2 separate regions of the Sus scrofa genome follow, and region 2 is linked to region 1. The links are chromatin contacts, called in public Hi-C maps. All regions are on one chromosome and are shown on one strand. Each heading gives the region's core, a stretch centred on a gene start, on an enhancer-like site or on the middle of the called end of the contact. The rest is flanking DNA. Distances are from core to core; before and after follow the strand shown.

Evidence for each region. A called contact is a pair of places that touch in the nucleus more often than the background predicts.
Region 2: a Hi-C map of liver shows a contact between it and region 1, with 9 times the contacts expected there. The contact joins the enhancer-like site here to the promoter of TGIF1 in region 1. A contact is called at or near these places in 3 of 47 Hi-C or Micro-C datasets (embryonic fibroblasts, liver and skeletal muscle) and 2 of 2 datasets of contacts at active chromatin or transcription factors (alveolar macrophages and skeletal muscle).

What each region holds. Positions count from the first base shown.
Region 1 is chr6:103,231,689-103,236,976 of Sscrofa11.1, forward strand. It overlaps TGIF1 (TGFB induced factor homeobox 1), which reads right to left and starts at 2,768. Exons shown (of 4, transcript NM_001244289.1): 1 at 2,572-2,768; 2 at 2,136-2,320. The coding sequence starts at 2,151.
Region 2 is chr6:103,702,000-103,707,287 of Sscrofa11.1, forward strand. LPIN2 (lipin 2) reads left to right here. Exons shown (of 19, transcript NM_001141987.1): 4 at 4,815-4,922. Among named protein-coding and RNA genes, the nearest start is that of LPIN2, 17 kb to the left of the region's middle. Within about 2 kb of position 1,977, at least 13 of the 83 cell types and tissues checked have an H3K27ac peak or open chromatin away from gene starts, as enhancers often do. A contact at or near this core is called in liver, where this site is marked.

The DNA of each region.
Region 1 (5,288 bases), core at 1,518-4,017:
TCTCTTCCGGAGCCCTAGCGGAGGCCACTCGGCTGAAGACCCCCAGGTGGCTGGAGGCCGGGATGGGGCGGGGCGGGGGCCCGCCGGGCCGCGGGGAGGGAGGAGCCCGGCCCGGCCGGCCCCGGAGCTTTTGTTCCGCCAACTCCTCGGCCCCCGCTGAAATTGCCCCGCGACTGCACGCGTTCGCGCTACCCCAGGCCTCCAAGTTTCAGATTACAAGAAACTAGAATCTCAACCTCCAGAGGGGCCTGCCCACCCGCAGAGGACTTGCCAGGAAAACCTAAAAAGGGAAAGAAACCCGGACAACCTCAGCAGTCTCAGCTCCCCCGCACCGGCTCTGAACCAGTCGCAAAGTTTCCCCTCCAACACGTCACCTTTCATTGTTTCCATGAGTCCGCGCGCAGTAGCAGGACCTCGCGCCCCGGGGCAGCGCGCCCTGAACATTCCCCAGGGGCCCCGGGTTCCCGCCACATCCCTCTGCTGGGGGGAGAGCGCCAGAGGAGGCACGGGGGGCGGGTGGAGGGCAAGGGGCCACGGGGAGGGTACCCGAGAGCCTTGGGGGTGGTCGGGGGGGATAACTATTGCCTCCCCCGCCGGAGCCCAAACAATGAGGGAGCCCGCCCCGGCGCAAGCCCAGCTCTGGCCTCGGATCACAGGAGGCGCTCGTCATAAACAAGCCCTCAACTTATCCCGTCAGTTCCGCCACGAGGGAGGGAATGCCTTCCAGTGACGATCTGGACCTGTCAGTCCTCCACGAGTTGCCAGGGCCTCCCGAGGCCACCGGGGCGCTCCCCGCGCGCGTTTTCTCACCGAGCTCAGTTAAACGTCCAAACCCGCGCTCGCTCTCACGGTCCCCAGGGAGGGAACGGAAGGAGTTAGTTCCACTACAACTCCCCAATGCCCCGGGGTGGACCTTTCGTTCCACTCTCTCCCGGGAAGCAGGAGGTGGGGAGTTGGGCGCGTTACAAAGTCACTAGCCCAGAATCAAATTAACAGAAATTCAAGGTGAAAGCGTGGCCGTAGGAACCCTCTAGGGTTCGACGCTGCCCCACTAACATGAGTGTTTCAATTGTATTTGCAGGACGAGTCTGTAAGAATGTGCAGCTAGAAAAACTCCAGCCGCTGCTGGGCATGCGCAGTAGCGCCACCCCACCCCGCCCGCGCTGGCTTCCCCGAGCGATTAACTTCTGTTTTGAACCACTCGACATAAATCACAACAGAAAAGCCAACTCCAGCCCACGGCGGAAGGTTTGGGGGAACCTCCCAATCAGGGACTCAAAAGTTAACTTCAAAAGGGAGTTAACATCCTTTGACCTTTCGTGGTGGTGGGTTCCCTCCCCCCCTTTTTTTTCCTGTGTATTTTGTTTTTAAATCTGACTGACGGCAACTTTTAGTTGTAAGGCTGCCAGAGCGCTCGGTGGAAACAATGACAGGCTCACTCTTTGCATGTCACACTTGGACTCATTCTGACTGCACGCTGCTTGCCCTCAGTGCTAACTCTTCCTCTTGCCCCAAATTCAACGTGGGAAAACTTTTAAGAGTCTGGGAATCCTGAAAGGTCTAGTTTTCCAAAGGTACCGACACCTCGGAGCGATCTTGGGTCCAGAGTTGCATTCCTCCGATTGTGAAAACGCCCCATCCCTGGAGTAGAGCGGGCCCGGCCGGGAGTGAGTGGGGCCCAGGAGCCCAACTTTCAAACAAAGGCGCCTCGGCTCCAACGTCCGGACCACCCCGGGTCCTGTCCTGGAAAAGCCGGGCGGAGGTGCTCCCGACCCGAACCCCACTCCCCTGCCCGCGAGAAAGAGCGAAAAGCCACGCGGCGGTTCTGCGGAGTGTGGGGTATCGGCGGAGACAATGAAACTTGGAGGAGCACAAACAAGGCGGTGCGCGTGTTTTTTGACAACGTGCCAGCAGCGTGGAGAGGCCCGTCTCCCCACAACAGCCCCTCGTGTTGTGTCTAGAAGGAAAGGAGCAACTGCCATTTCAGACGCAGCCTCAACAAAGACGACGGTCGCCGCTGAGGCCGGCGAGCCACTGGGGCGGAAAAGTCCACCAAGTCACTATCGCCCCAAGCCCAGGGCCGCCCCGCGAGCACGTTTCCCCGGGACCCGCGCCCGCAGCCCGTGGAGCCTCACCTTTCTTGCTTTTCATTCTGGAGCTCCCCTTCCAGCGCGAGGCAGCGCTGGGGTCTCGAGGGGCCAGGAGCGGGGGTGGAGGGGCCAAGCGATTGTCCTCCTTCCTGGCCGACTCTCCCGTAACTTGTAGGACGCGCTCCAGCCGTTATTGCTAAACAAGGCGCTCCGATCCCAGGCGCCCGCTCCTTGGGTGGAATTCAAGTGACACTTGGGCTTCCTCCGGCCGGGATCTTCTGGCAGCCGGCCGGGGTCTCTCCCTCGCCCAACTCGCTCCCCTCCCCACTCCGCTCCTTTGTTCCCCGCTCCTGCTCGGCGCACCTCAGCGCTGTCAGAGTGAGCGAGGCGAGGAGGGAAGGTACAGGAGGTCCTGCCTCCGCCCCCAGCCGCCCGCCCCGTCCCCCGCCCGCCCGGCCGCTCCTCCGCCCCTCCCCCGCACCTTCCAGCCGGAGAGGACGGCACCGAGCGCCGCCGCAGCCGCGCCGCCTCACTCCGCGCCCCCAGGCCGCTGTCACTCGTCCCTCGTGGGGGTGGCGGAGCCCAGAAACGTGATCTGGTCTCCCTGCTGCGCGCACGCCGCCTGCCCCGGCAGCGGCGGCGACACCAGCCGAGCGCCGCGAGTTTCTCCTGTGGGCCTTTCTTCCCGGGGCTGGGGAGGGTGCGTTTGGTTTGGTTTGGTTTGGTTACGAAATTGCAACAGATGGGAAAAAGGCCGTCCCCTCCTCCACCCCGGGGAAGAAAAGGCTCCTTTCGTTTTTGACAGCTGCCTCAACTCCACGGTCCCAGCTCTAGCCGCAGGAGAAGACAGCGGCTGCTGATTCAAGGGGCGGAGCTCCGTAGGAAAAGTATTCGGGACAAGAACCAACTTCTTCCAGAATGCGCGGCTGCCATTGACACGCGGGCGCGGCGCGGCGCACCCTTCTCCTCCCGGGGCTCTTCCTCCAACTGCTACGGGGGAGGGGGGGCGAGGGGGGAGGATGAGACACAGACACCCCAGGCTAAAGTCTGTTCCTCCCGGCTAAAGCTGCGAGTTCCGGACTGGATTGTAAGGCAGTTTCGAAATCTAACACGTTGCGGACAGACACTTGTCATGCTCACATGCTCTTTAAAAGTCTCTGCCTGGGGACGGCCCGGACGCTCCGCCTGCCCGGCTGAGACTCGGCCGGACACTCCGGGCCCAGGCAGCTGCCGCCTCTATGTGAAGGGGGCTACCACACCCTGGGCTGCTCATCTGTTTCGGTAAAGAGTCTACTTTTTATGACTTAAATCCTGCTGGGCCCCCACCCCCCATTTCAAACAGAAACTAACCATTAAGTAAACATGTGTTCCCGTTGGCTTATTTTGGTTGAGAGTCGAGAGAACTCCAACAAGAGTTCCTAGATGAAATAACCCTTTAAAAAGACCGGATGCTGTCTGGACGATTTCAAGAAACGCAAGCAAGCCCCCTCCCCTCCCTCTCCTCTGGGTGCAGTTTTCGCGAGTGTCTGTGCCGTTGTTTTGAAGTAAATGAACTGTCACATGCCACACTAAGACCTTCCCCATCACTTAAAAACAACAACAACAACAACAAAAAACCCCAAACATAAATAAACCTAGTAAGACATCAGCGCCCAAGCCTGTCTCCAGTTTCTGCTCTGTGCTGTTTTTGTTTTGTAACCTCGATGGAGAACCCAGCAGTAGCTCCGGGGAAATAAGGTTCAGCCCAAGGAGGAATGAAGCAGCCAAACGATGACTAACTAGACTTTGGAGCCTCTGTTTTAGGATTACACTGAAAATTAGAGCCAGTCACCCACCCACGCACCCTCCCCAAAAAAGACACCCCCGACCGGAGAGTGAATTAAGGCCAGAGTTTACAAAGCCTGGGTGGTTTTTCCAATTACAGGACTTAAAATGAATAAACAAGGAAAAAAGTCACTCTTAAGAAGGCAGCAACCTTACAGTTTTGTTTTTTTCCTGTGGTATGCCGACTGCTCGGCACCTAAGAGAACACATCTAAAATGGCAAAAGGAGAAACAAGGTCCTGGGGGAAACCACCAGCCCGGAGGCTCCCCTGCAACTTGCTGGAGCGCAGTTCCTTCCCGGCCTGGCTAGAGATGAATCAGCCGCTGCGCCGGAGCGCAAGACAGATGTAGGGCGGGAGGGGGCCGCCCGTTAGCGGGCCGCTAGCTTCTCGCATTTGAAGGGTTGGCTGTGGCCGGGATTGGTGGCTCACGTCCGCTGGGGACGGAAGAAGGGGGAGGAGGGATGAAGGAGGAGGAGCCCGGGAGGCCGACGCTGCGACTCAGCGGTCTGAGTGGCAGGAGCCTCGTCTGGAGCCCGGGCGGTTACTGGGGAGACGCTTTGTTTGCTAACTTCGAAAGCCGCTCAGGCTGCCTGGGCCGCTTTCGAAGCCACTCAACAAAACACGCCTTCGGGTCGGCTTCATCCAACCCCCGGTCGCTTTCCCCCGCTCGAGACAAACTCGTTTCCTTCTTCCGCGTGGTTCTCCGACGCCGCGCGGTGGCTCTCATTATGTACACAAAGGTATCTTTCCCTTCGTCTACGTGAACATTGGCGAATGACTGCAGGTCTCAGGCAACCGGGATGGAAATCTAGGGTTGAAGTGAGTTTATAGCTAGAAAACAAACTTTACAGCGGTAGGGGGAGGGGCGCAGAGAATAAAAGGCTCTTCCAAATGGCGAGGAGGAAAAAAGTGGAACTTTCATCTCTTGCTGGAGGTCTGGTTGGACCCGGGCAATGCTAATTCTTTGCTCGAGCCAATCTTAGAAGCAGTCATTTTAGCAGGCGAGGTGCTCCAGAGAGGTATCGTTCTGCGTGATGCCCCCCCCCCCGTAGATGTCCCCTCCTGCACCCCCAAGGCCCGTTCCAAACTTGTTTGAAGCTTTGGATTGTTGTTGCAGAAACTCAGAAGAAAGTGCCTGCACTCTGGCGAGGAAGACAACCCAGAAGAGTGGGCTTGGAAAACCAGCAATTGCTTAGGATATTTTTGTTTATTTGCTTTTCTCAAGGTGGAGAAACAAGTTTCAGCTCTGGCTTTTCTGAGTCCCTGAATGTCCCGGGCAGGGCCTCTCTGTATATCTGATCCAATGACTTTTAAGATTCTTTCCAGTGCTAAATACATATACATGTGTGTATATATTCATAGTTACTGCAGAT
Region 2 (5,288 bases), core at 727-3,226, 470 kb after region 1:
GCAAATGAAAAGTACCACAGTTTCTTAAAAATTCTTCCTACCCTTTTCTTCCTGCTTTCAGTCTCTTAGGGGTTCTCGTTCACTTCCCTAGGAGTACAAACTAAGAGACCCTTTCATACCTTCCATTGTGTGATTTCAGTAGTTTCTTTAAAAGTTTTGGCTTAATTATAATGTATAGGTGGGCAGGAAATGTGTTCTTTTGAGGAAAACTTGAAATACACATACATGTAAACTTTATTTGGATTAGCACTATAATATACTCCCTTAATCACCTTGACTCCTAGAAATATTTTTTCCAACTAAAATTCTTCCAAGATCTACCAGGAAAGTCACTGAAGTAACACTTTTGCCTCCAAAGTATTCTTGTCCTTTGTTATCACACAGTAGAGCAGCGTTTAGAACTCTTGAACAACCTGCAGCTTTGGTTTAAGAAGTTAAAACATTTCTGAAACATAAAAAGCCACCTGTTTAATGCCCAAGAATTATGTTCCAAAGGCATTCTGTAAATGAGTGCTGTAAGTGAACGCATGGCAGGAATATTAGTGCATGCCCTCCTTTTCCAGACTGTGTGAAAACGCTGTATCAGCTAGATCTGCAGGAACGCTAGTTTGGTTGGCAAGAGTCCTGGCGGGGTGTGTGCTCAGGCATGCGCTGAACTGGATGGTTGAACATGGGCCAGCAGCCTCTTGGTCACTCTGGGCCTTCCTTTCCTAATCTATGAAATGGATCATTGAATTCCATGGATTGCCAGACCCTTTCCAGCTCAGCTCCTAGTTCTAGAATAATTTGGAGGAGGATATTTCGGGTCAGAAGTATTAATGGCATGTTAAGCAGCACAGTAAAGAATCGGAGAGAAAAGGACCAGGATGTCAGCTGCTTCTGCAGTTGTGGGATCCACAGGTGATGTTGGGACTGCACATTTGTAGCTTTCAGATACCTTCTTCTCCTCAGCCCCTACCAGGTAGGAGAGAAATTTTGAAAAAATACCTAAAATCAGTTTTATTTTTGTCTTGATATAAATAGCATTCTTTTAAATTCCTTATTTTTCAAGAATGTCATTGATAATAGTCTTAAGGTTAAGTCAGGCTCCTGGAAGGAAGCAGAAGAAAGATGAAACCGCCTTTTTTTTTTTTTTTTTTTTTGTATTTTTCTAGGGCCTCACCCATGGCATATGGAGGTTCCCAGGCTAGGGGTCTAATCAGAGCTGTAGCCACCGGCCTACACCAGAGCCACAGAAACGCAGGATCCGAGTCACGTCTGCGACACAGCCCACAGCAACGCCGGATCTCCAACCCACTAAGTGAGGCCAGGGATCAAACCTGGAACCCCATGGTTCTACGTCGGATTCATTGAGCCACGACAGGAGCTCCAAAACCACTTTTTAAGGCTGGTTGGTATTGTACAGCCACAAAAAACTTCGTGATAGAAGCTGGAGAGCTTTCAACCGCATAAGGCTTTCTGTGAACTATACCTGGTGAGTCTCTCCTGAAGGAGGGCTCCTGGCTTGAACAGCATGGAAGCCTTGTTTGTCATTCCAGAGGGTGGGTGGGTGGATAAACAGTGCACCAGGGCACATGCAGCCTCTGGAAAGGAAGAGACTGTTGGCGCTGGATGAAGCAGTGTCAGCCTTTAGTGCAGATGCACAGAACATGCCACTCATGGAACTGCTTACAATACGTAGCAGCAATAACAGTGGCAGTTAGGACGATACCATCAGAGATGAATCTCTACTTTTAATCCACCAGAGCAGGCTGACTCAGAGTTAGGTCTAGGAGCTAAGTGCAGGTTCTGGGAACTGACAGGCACACTGAGGCCTCAGGCCGTGTCAGCCTGTGGCCCCGAGGCTCCTGGCCTCTCCACACGCATCCCAACACAGGGAACAGAGCAACGTTGCCTGGGTCCATTCTGTTCTACCGTGACGTATCTTTGATGGGAAGCGTCCCATATGCAAAAGCATATTTCAGCGATGAGTCACATGGAGGCTGAGGGTCAGCACTTGATCAGCAGTCAATGAACTCCGGCCTGGGACTTAGCTGCCCTGCCTCTTACACGCTCCCACTTAAATAGACAGAAACTCACCTAGCCCCTCTAACTTATCACATGTAAATAATTCAGCCTTCTTATTTTGACTTTCTATTGGGTTTTGTCCCTATTTTTAAAAAACTGAGGTATAACTTACATACAATAATATTCATAGATCTAAGAGTGCAATTCAGTGAATTTTGAGGTCTTACGTGTCACCTAACTTCTGTTGGCTTTTGAGTGAGAAAAATTCTTGTGTGCCAAAATGATGCTGAACTTGAAGCCATGATGTTGAGGTGCATCTGTGAAGCCTGATATGCTCTGGACACACTTCATGTGTCTTGACCAGTTGAACCTCCCCTCACACCCTGACCCAGTGTGAGACCGTTTGTCCTGCTGCAAATTCTCTTCTGTTCAGCATGAACGTGTGTTTTTGTCCTGTGCTTCAGCACAGATGTAGTCAGCGTTCATGCTTTTTCTCCGCATTCCAATCTGAACACTCCCTTAGTCACATATTTAAGTTACCCTGTCACTGGCGGCCTCACCGGCTGCCTCTTCTCAGGCACGTGTGCCTTTTTGAACGTGCTTACTAGCAGGTTTTCAGAACTTCTGTTTTAGTCAGTGAATCAATCACAGGACTTAAGAGAACCTCAATATCAGCAACTTTTTCCATCACTCTGATGGGTCTAAAGTAATGGGCTCTACTTTTGTCAGGATTTGCCCAGAGAAGACCACGCCAACCTTCCTGGGCTTGTAGGTTCTTAGTGGTGCCTGATCTCTCTCAGTATTTTGTTAAATCCAGTTTGCATTACTGTACTCTTCTTGGCTTACCTTTTTAATACTGTGGTGAAATATGTTCCAAAAATAAAATAACTTGGAATAAAAAAAATGTTCTATGTGTTTACATTGCTCTTTTCAAACTGCAAATTTATGAATAGTAATGGATCGACCCTCTGCTGTCCTCTCAAATTTAGCAAATAAGGACTCTCCATAGCATCTGATTTTCCCTGTCTGCTTCTACCATTTGAATTTCCTCTCTCACAAAATAGACTATTGGAGTTCCCTTTGTGGCTCAGCAGATTAAGGACCTACCTGACATAGTGTCCATGAGAATGCAGGTTCGATCCCTGGCCTCACTCATCGGGTTAAGGATCTGGCATCTCAGCAAGCTGTGGACAGTTGCGGCTCAAATCCCACATTGCTGTGGTGTAGGCCAGCAACTGCAGTTCCTATTCGACCCCTAACCTGGGAACTTCCATATGCCATAGGTGTGGCCATAAAAAGAAAAAATTAAAAAATAAAAGACCATTTTTATCTGGATTTCAGCTTTTTTCGAGTAGATCTTTCCCTTTCAGTGAGGTAGTATGTCGGAGTTTAATCCTTCTGAGGGAAAGAAGGCTAGAATAAAAATTTAAATTAGAAAATACAACTGTGTGGAGAAACAGTTGTATGTCAGGGCATGTTAAGATACAAAGAAGGAAAAATATTACAAATTACAATTAATAAAATGGTTTCTATCCCTGTTTTTAGTCTAGCACTTTAAGTGATACAGTTAAGTCCTTCTGTATTTAATATCTATCCTGGTAGAACATTGGAGTTTTCTATAAAAAGCTCATAAATGTGTATAAAAACTCTGCAAATTCAAGAAAACCAAAGGGTAAATTATTTAAAATTATGTTAACATTAGTTCAGTCTCCTGTAGTTCTGAGGTTTTGTGAATGAATTTTAAAAGCATTTCTCATACTTTGATGTCATCTTCCTCACATCCCTACATCATGTAGATCCTGTAAGTTAGAGAAAGTTCTCAGGTCAGTGCTTGGGCCGTGAACCACGAGTTTAAGTGTTGAGAGTTCTTGGAGGGGGGTGGTTGTTGGGGTTTTTTGTTTTTGTTTTCTTTTTTGGTCGCCCGGTGGCATATAGAGTTCCCTGGTCAGGGATCAGATTCGAGCCTCAGTTGCGATATACACTGCAGCTGCAACAGCATGGAGTCCTTTAACCCACTGTGCTATGCTGCAGATTAAACCTGCCTCCTGATGCTGCAGAGATGCCGCCAATCCCATTGCACCACAGGGGGAACTCCTTAGGGTATTCTTAAATTTTTGAAATGTAGCTTTTGTCTTCAGCTGTTTTCCTTGCTGACATTTTCTGTAATAGTCAGGAGTGTTTGTAGCAGGAAACCTGAAATAGGGTTTTATTACCTCAGTGTTGTAAGGATTGAATGAAATGCAGTAGAGCCTTACTTTGCTTTTTGTAACATTTGAATCAATTACCCCTAAGAGATGTAAAAAGAAATTTTTTTTTTAAGTTTTTTAATGGCCAAATCTGCAGCATATGGAAGTTCCCAGGCTAGGGGTCAAGTCAGAGCTACAGCTGCTGGCCTACAACACAGCCACAGCAACTCGGGATCCGAGCCGTATCTGCAGCATACACCACGGCTCACAGCACCGTCAGATCCCTGGCCTACTGAGCCAGGCCAGGGATTGAACCTGCGTCCTCATAGACACTAGTTGGGTTTGTTACTGCTGAGCCACAATGGGAACTCCAGAAGAAATTTTTCATCACATTTTTTCCGTCCCAGTTGTTTGTGCCATACTTAAATGGTGACTGCAGTATGTGTGGCAGGTGCGTCAGTGAAACCCCTTCTCCTTCCTGTTTTCCCTTTAAGAGAGTTAGTTATTAATCATTTGGCTTTCCTCGTTTGTACCATTTAGATGATGTGTTGATTATAAGTGGGGAATATTTTAAAGCTGACCTAAATCTCATTATTCCTGCCCTCCCCCCCCCCTTCACAGAGGATCTTCAAATGCTTCCTTAAAGGAAGAAGAATATAAGGAGCCTCTGCTCTTCCACTCAGGAGATCACTACCCTCTATCTGATGGAGACTGGTCCCCTTTAGACAAGTAAGTAGTCTTGAAATTCTCCCTTTCTGAAAGGACTAAAGGGCTTTTTTGTTACTCAACAGGACGGTATTTCCATGTCTCATACAGTAGAGGGACGGTGTGTGCTTTTAACACGCATATGGACCTTTCCCCTCAATAATTATTTTGTTCCTAAACTTGATCTGACTTAATTCTCATAGAGTTGGCCAGTGTAGACCTGTATAATCAGCATAGAATTTGATCCTCTACAGTTCTTTTCAGTGTCAGCTACTAACCATAACTGCAGTTAATACTGTGAAGAAATATGCAGTCACTCTTACGTGTTCAGATTCAGTTTCTCTCTGTACTAGTTAATTTAACCCATCTTTCCATGTATTTCCTCTCCTG